2 separate regions of the Rattus norvegicus genome follow, and region 2 is linked to region 1. The links are chromatin contacts, called in public Hi-C maps. All regions are on one chromosome and are shown on one strand. The core of a region is the stretch at or near the end of the contact, and the rest is flanking DNA. Distances in the headings are between cores, read along the strand shown.

The links. Hi-C and Micro-C count contacts between places; a contact is called where the count stands out from the background.
Region 2: a contact with region 1 is called in a Hi-C map of frontal cortex, with 2.6 times the contacts expected there. The contact joins two enhancer-like sites. A contact is called at or near these places in 4 of 12 Hi-C or Micro-C datasets (frontal cortex, hepatocytes, kidney and 1 more).

The regions. Positions count from the first base shown.
Region 1 is chr16:53,381,230-53,384,465 of GRCr8, forward strand. It overlaps a transcript of Sorbs2 not described here. Among named protein-coding and RNA genes, the nearest start is that of Sorbs2, 24 kb to the left of the region's middle. Within about 2 kb of position 1,637, at least 10 of the 93 cell types and tissues checked have an H3K27ac peak or open chromatin away from gene starts, as enhancers often do.
Region 2 is chr16:53,525,855-53,529,090 of GRCr8, forward strand. No RefSeq gene overlaps it. Among named protein-coding and RNA genes, the nearest start is that of Tlr3, 27 kb to the right of the region's middle. Within about 2 kb of position 1,522, at least 7 of the 93 cell types and tissues checked have an H3K27ac peak or open chromatin away from gene starts, as enhancers often do.

The sequences.
Region 1 (3,236 bases), core at 387-2,886:
AATGTTTTCCAAACCAGTATATGGCCTTGCTCCTTGGACTGCCTCCTGTCTGTTCTAAACTGTGACATCATGCAATGGGTTTTCTAACCCATGTAGAAAGGATTTGACAACAACTATCTTTCATGCTCTTGGGCCTCTTTCTTTAGATGGTATCATGTGAAAACACTAGTAAGTAACCTTCATGTATGAAGAACATGATGTGGTTGGGAAACCAAAGCTTAAGCCAAATCTTTTTTAATCATCCTTTAATGCACTGACGGGGTCCATGTAGACTTATGTACAACTCAATTTTGTCTCTGATCGAAAATATTGAGATCTTAATGAAGACAATCTTTGTAGAAGAATATTTTTAAGGCGCTACTAATGTGATCACACACAGACACAGACACAGACACAGACACACACACACACACACACACACACACACACACACACACACACACACACACTCTTAATAAAAATGTTGGCCAGGACAACGCAAAACTTTGAGGAAAAGAATTTTAAAGTAAAAAGAAATTGATTTCTAGTCCTACCTTCATGCTTACTCTCAATAGACTCTTGGGCACACGGGGGAGTGAATTAACCACTTGGATAAAGCAGATGGAGCGTTCTTCTCACCAAGTGAGAAAGAGATGAGCTGTTTTCTAAGTCATACTGTCGGGTTTCTCCGTACAGTATTTATAAAATGCGAACACCTACTCAAAGCTTATGTACTGCATTAAAATAGCCGTGAAGATGTATCATGAAGAGTATCAGCTGCCTTTCATGATCAGATAATGATTTAGTCAACTCATGCATGGTTCCATACCATCCAGACTTGTGTTTCCACTCAACTTTTAAAAGGATTAAAACAAATAATCTGGTTTTCAGACTCTCCTCTCCGGTGGAAATGACTTCACTGATCTGCCTGCAGAGGAGAATGAGAAGGGTAACATTCCTACACTGTCTGTCTTTGAGTCCAAGATCAAATGTCAGATTTCCTTCATTTTCTCAAGGGTTGTGAGCCCCAGCTCTGAGGGAGTTTTAAGAGTCACCATGGTAATTAGAAATCATTTGATTATGTCCACACTGGTCATTTTTTTCATATTAAAGCTCTCCCCTACGTTCTCCACATTCCTTTCTATTTCCGAGGTGATTACTATTCACCCAGATGTAGCAGATTGAAAGATATTTAAGAAAACAATGAGATGAATTAGACAACATTTCGTTTGCTGATTCAGATGCTTCAGGGGGTCATAATTTAGAGAAAGAATCATTGTGCAACTTATTTGAAATTTCCCTAAGAAAATCTATACAATAACTATGCAGAAGAAAGAGAGCTAGCACATAAATAATACTTTCAGGGTCATACAAATTTTTTGTTTGCTTAACTGTTTTGTTTTGGTTGGCCAGTGCTTTATTAATGAGCTACGCCCAGACCCTGGATTTTTGGGACAGGATCTCATTGTACCCTGGAATTTGCTGTGTAACCCAGACTGACCTTGAACTTGCGTCTTCCCAGTGCAGCCTTCCTAGAGCTATGAATATAGGTGTGCATGTGCCTTTGCCCCCCTTGAATAGACACATTTTTAACCAAATAGCTCTACACTTGCCTACCACTGGACTTAAGTCTGCAGTCTTGGAAGTGACAGAAGGAAGCAGGTGAATACACAGCTCCCTAAGCACTGAAGGACTTGAAGCATTGTCTTTAATGTGCTGAAAAGGATCTCCTATTGATCTCTAAAGTGTAACCCAGCCAGGCTTAGGGACTGACTTCTCTGGAGAAAGGAGAAGCGCCTGAAGCATAAAGACGACTGTCTCGGGCTGAGTTCTCACTGGTACTAACCTTCTGCTTTGAAGGTCTAATAGGGCTGTCTTAGCTTGCCACTCTTCACCCAGGTTGCATGGTTAATTATTTACCTTCCTCCCTGGTCTCCTCGGATTCTTTTCTTATCAAGTTGCTCTATCTGAACTCCAAACAAACAACCTCCCTGGGGCAGTTAGTGCTTTCCCTAAACTGGGTTTCTGTGACATCAGCTGAACATTTTTTTTCTGTTCATCCACTCACCGTCTCTCATGGTCTTTCTTGTTCTCAATAACCAGGAGTAGGTCAGGGATCACTGGCGGTTTTGTGTGGGTGTTTGTGGTTTTATTGGGTCTTGCTTCTTTTTGATTTTTTTTTTGAGCTTACTGTTCAAATCTATTTATTTTAAGAGCCACCGTGACTCTACCTGCCATAGACCCTTTCAGATGTCACTTGATAAAGGAACCTCTTTGTTCTGTTCCCCAAGATTTCCTGCTGTTTGAAGAGTTGGATCTCAGTCTCTGGAATGGGCTTCACGTGCTCACCTCGACCTTGAGTGATTTCATAATTAAAAATAATTAGACAGCCAAGTTGGTATTTTGGATTTTTCTCTTCTTTCCTCCCAAGACTCCCACAGGAGCAGATTGCTCTGGCCAAATGTGGCAGAAGAAAAGTGAGTAGGTGGGGGGAGGTGGGAGTGGAGGGGTGTCAGTCAAGCAGTGGCTCCATTTCTGGACTACCTTTCAGTCTGAGTTCCAAATAAAGCCTATCACACGCAAGCTCTTATCTCTTAAAGGTCTTAGGCAGTATATATCTTTTTTTTCCAGCCTATTTTAAATCATTTTGGGAAACAAAAAAGATTCTAGAAATGAAATAGAAAATAAAGGGGAAGTATGGATGGCACCCAGATAGGTTGAGCAATTTGTCTGATCTCCTCTTCATGTGGTGAACCAATAGCTCACCATATGAAGGACCCAATTGAGAACTTAAGAATTGCCCACAAGAGTCACCAAGGTAGTACCCACCTTCAAGGGAATGGAGGAAGCTAGAGTGGGTGTGTGCTGTTGACGCAGACACAGCCACATCAAGGGTTGATGCTTCAGCACCATGGGTGTGTGTGGTGGTTTGAATACACTTGGCCCAAGAAGTGGCACTATTAGGAGATGTAGACTTGTTGGAGTAGGTGTGGCCTTGTTAGAAGAAGTGTGTCACTGTGGGGTGGGCTTTGAGACCTTCTTCCTAGCCACATGGGAGTCAGTGTTTTCTTAGTGGCCTTCAGATGAAGATGTAAAACTCTCAACTCATCTTGTACCGTGCCTTGGTGATAATGGACTGAACCTCTGAACCTGTAGCCCAGCTCTAACTAATTGTTGTCCTTTATTAGAGTTGCCACAGTGGTCATGGTGTTTCTGCATAGTAATGAAACCCTAACTAAGACAGCTTGGCAAAATCT
Region 2 (3,236 bases), core at 272-2,771, 140 kb after region 1:
GGGTAAGCACTCGCTGACAGTCAGCAAAGGCTCCAGATTTCACAGCACAAAGATGAAAACAACATATGGCATCGTACAAACACTCTCCGTTGTCAAACGTGGTAAAATGGGCAGATCCTGTGGGCTGGCCCCATCCATAGAAGGAAATGTTAGGAATTATTAAAATTACAAAGCACTTGCCCACTAAACAACCTCTGTTTTGCCAGTCATGACTGTCACGTTACCTATTTTTACTGGAGCCCTCATAGCACCCACCCTCTTGCACCTGTAGACGCCATCTTCAGTCTGGCACCACAGAAGACAATGCTGTGGGTCAGGTGTCTTTGAAATCTTCAATTAACGATCCTTCAGCTCAGCTTCCAGAGACTTCTATGATTCAATTTCTAAGGGTCCTCGTACCAAAGAGTTCTTGTCTTGTTTCGCAGCCCAGGAAAATCTCATTTGTACAATTTCTGCCGGGTTTTAACAGCTGTTACGTTACTGCGGGCTCTCATGGCTCCCTCCGTAAGTGACCTTTGACTTTCATTCTCCGAACGGTGGTAGCTCGTTAACACGTTGGGTTTGTTGTTGTTTTTTCTGCCCAGGCTTGGGAAAATGCGGTGTTAAATACTTCATTCAAATTCATTCAAATTCATTCAAAATACGTTTACCACGTGTTGATTATGTGTCCGCCCTTTTGGAAGCAATGAGATACAGAAGTGGACAGAATAAGACCGAAGTTCCCTGTGGACCATATTCCTCAGCAAGGGACAGGCAATAGGCAAAGTAAAAATACACTGCGTGTCAGATGGTGTGAATGTGGTAGAGCTAAGCGCTACAGAGGCAGCCGCCCCAGCCTGCAGATTTAAATAAAGCAGAAGGAAAGGTCTTTGCGGAGGTGACATGTTAGCCAAGACTGGAGGATGTGCTGGAGAAAGGAGGGTTGGATACCGGAAGCTAGCGGTGGCCGGAAGCTAGCAGCGGCCGGAAGCTAGGAGAGGCCGTGAGGAAAAAAAAACATGCCAGCTGAGATCTGGGGTGCTAGAAGTGGAGAACAAGGAGAAAGTGCCCAACAGAAATGAGAGAAAAGGAAGCAAAGGAAAGATCGACTCTCTGTCCTAAGAGACTCGGTGGTCTCCTCAGGGAGCGATCGTCCACACTATTTTATCACACCGATGAGTAAACTCCCGTATTAAGGTACTCACTGCTATGGATCAGCCCCTGCCAGAGTGCATAATATGATCACAGGTACTGAGAGCTCAACACTTAGGAAGAGACTTAATGGACTAGAACAGAGTGCTGAATGAAGAGACTCTCTCTCCTTTCCTTCACACACACCCCACTCTTCAGTAGGGGGTGATGTTCTGTTGGCATTGTGGCTGGCAGCCGTGATGCCATTTAGAACTTGCATGGGCACAACCTTGGCATTCCAGGTCTACTACTTGCAATGGGGTCCACCTCTGCAATGGGGTGGAATGTATTCCCTGCAGGTTTCCTATGGTTTCCTCTTAGACCGCTTGGCTGTACATACAGAGGACTACAGTACCCTCTTGTGGTCGACCTTCAGAACTGGAATTTGTTTTCACATTCCCTCAGCACCCTGCCAGTGATCGTGTACAGCAATCTATTGCTCACCAAAGTGAAGGAAATCATTGGCAGAATTCACTGGATAAAATCCAGACCCAAATAATCCTAGTTTTATCTAACTTATCCGGGTGGTTACAACCCCGTGGTCCAACTCAGTCTCCGGGTCAGTAAATTACACATTTATCCCATTCATATTTCAACATTCTTCTGGTTAGATTCAAAATGCTTCGATCCCAACTAAATCTTTGAGTGATCTTTCACCAGTTAACTCTCCAAACAATTCCCCCTTGTCAGTCTCACAGATGGGAGTCCAGCGCCATTATATGAAGTGGAAAAGCATAACATTCTAAATAAATGTCTTACCAATGAGGAAAAAGGATGTTTCTCAGTCACCATTTAGAACACTTCTTTGAACTTCTGTTTTAGGATTTGCCTCAGATGTTCAATGTGTTTGTATTTATCCCCATCTACATATATGGCCTCTATTCTTGATGTATGAGTGCTCTGCTGCATATACATCTACAGGCCAGAAGAGGGCATCAGCTCTCCTTATAGATGATTGTGAGCCACCATGTAGTTACTGGGAATTGAACTCAGGACCTGTGGAAGAGCAACCACTGCTCTCAACCGCTGAGCCATCTCACCAGCCCTGTTTCTATACTTGAGAAATGTATTATGTCACATTACACTAATGTTGTCTTGCATAATATCTTATATTGAAATTATATTCTAGGTAAATTACATTCCAATTATATTGTATAATAGTATAGATAATTTACATTAAAATGGTATTATAGTGTGGGTAAAATATATTACAAATATACAATAAAATATACAATTGTCTGAAAGCTATGTTATATATATATAATTGGCTTCATTATAGGTCTACTTCTAAAAATCCCATTGGATACATGGTTTATGAGTTTTGGGAAAATTCGTGCTTTTATCTTCATTATTCTTCAAGAATTGTGTAGCCTGTATTTACAGACCACCCCTGGGGTATAGCTGGCTGCCTCTGTGCAGTCACTATCACAAATGGGTGTGCCTCGCAGGCACAATACTGCACAGGGAACATTTAGCCCTTATACAAAGGGGAACTTCTCAGGAGATACATTCACCCGTGTGCTTTAAATCACTCTCAAGGCACTAAGTCTCGAAGGAGATCGTCATGAAGGACTACTGAGATGGCTACCTCTTCACTGTATGAACCAGAACAGGGGTGTGCTTGGATTCAAACCGTATAATACGGTGACTATGGTTTTGCCAGAAAAATATATTACCAGTCAAATATGAGAACTAAGAGATAAAACAACAGAAAACGCTTTCCATGCGTCAGAAATATGGTATATGGAGGACTATTTCTATTCAGAAAAATACATTTACTTAATTCAGGCATTGTTGCTTTTATAGATGTTTAATCTGTAAATAGATATTGGATTAATAAGTACACAGAGATGTTTAACATGTTGTTCGACAAGTCTTGACAACTGTTTTAAGGTCTCAGTTTTGTGAAAGTTAAAAATAATAGAAAAATCTATGCTGAGATAACCCAGAATGACTTGGCTGTTTAATTAGCATGTGTAATCAACTACTTCAGGGCTCGGGACACCCACCCTTACTCTGGCTGACCCTCAGATATGGGGGATACGTTGGCATATGCAGACGGAGCT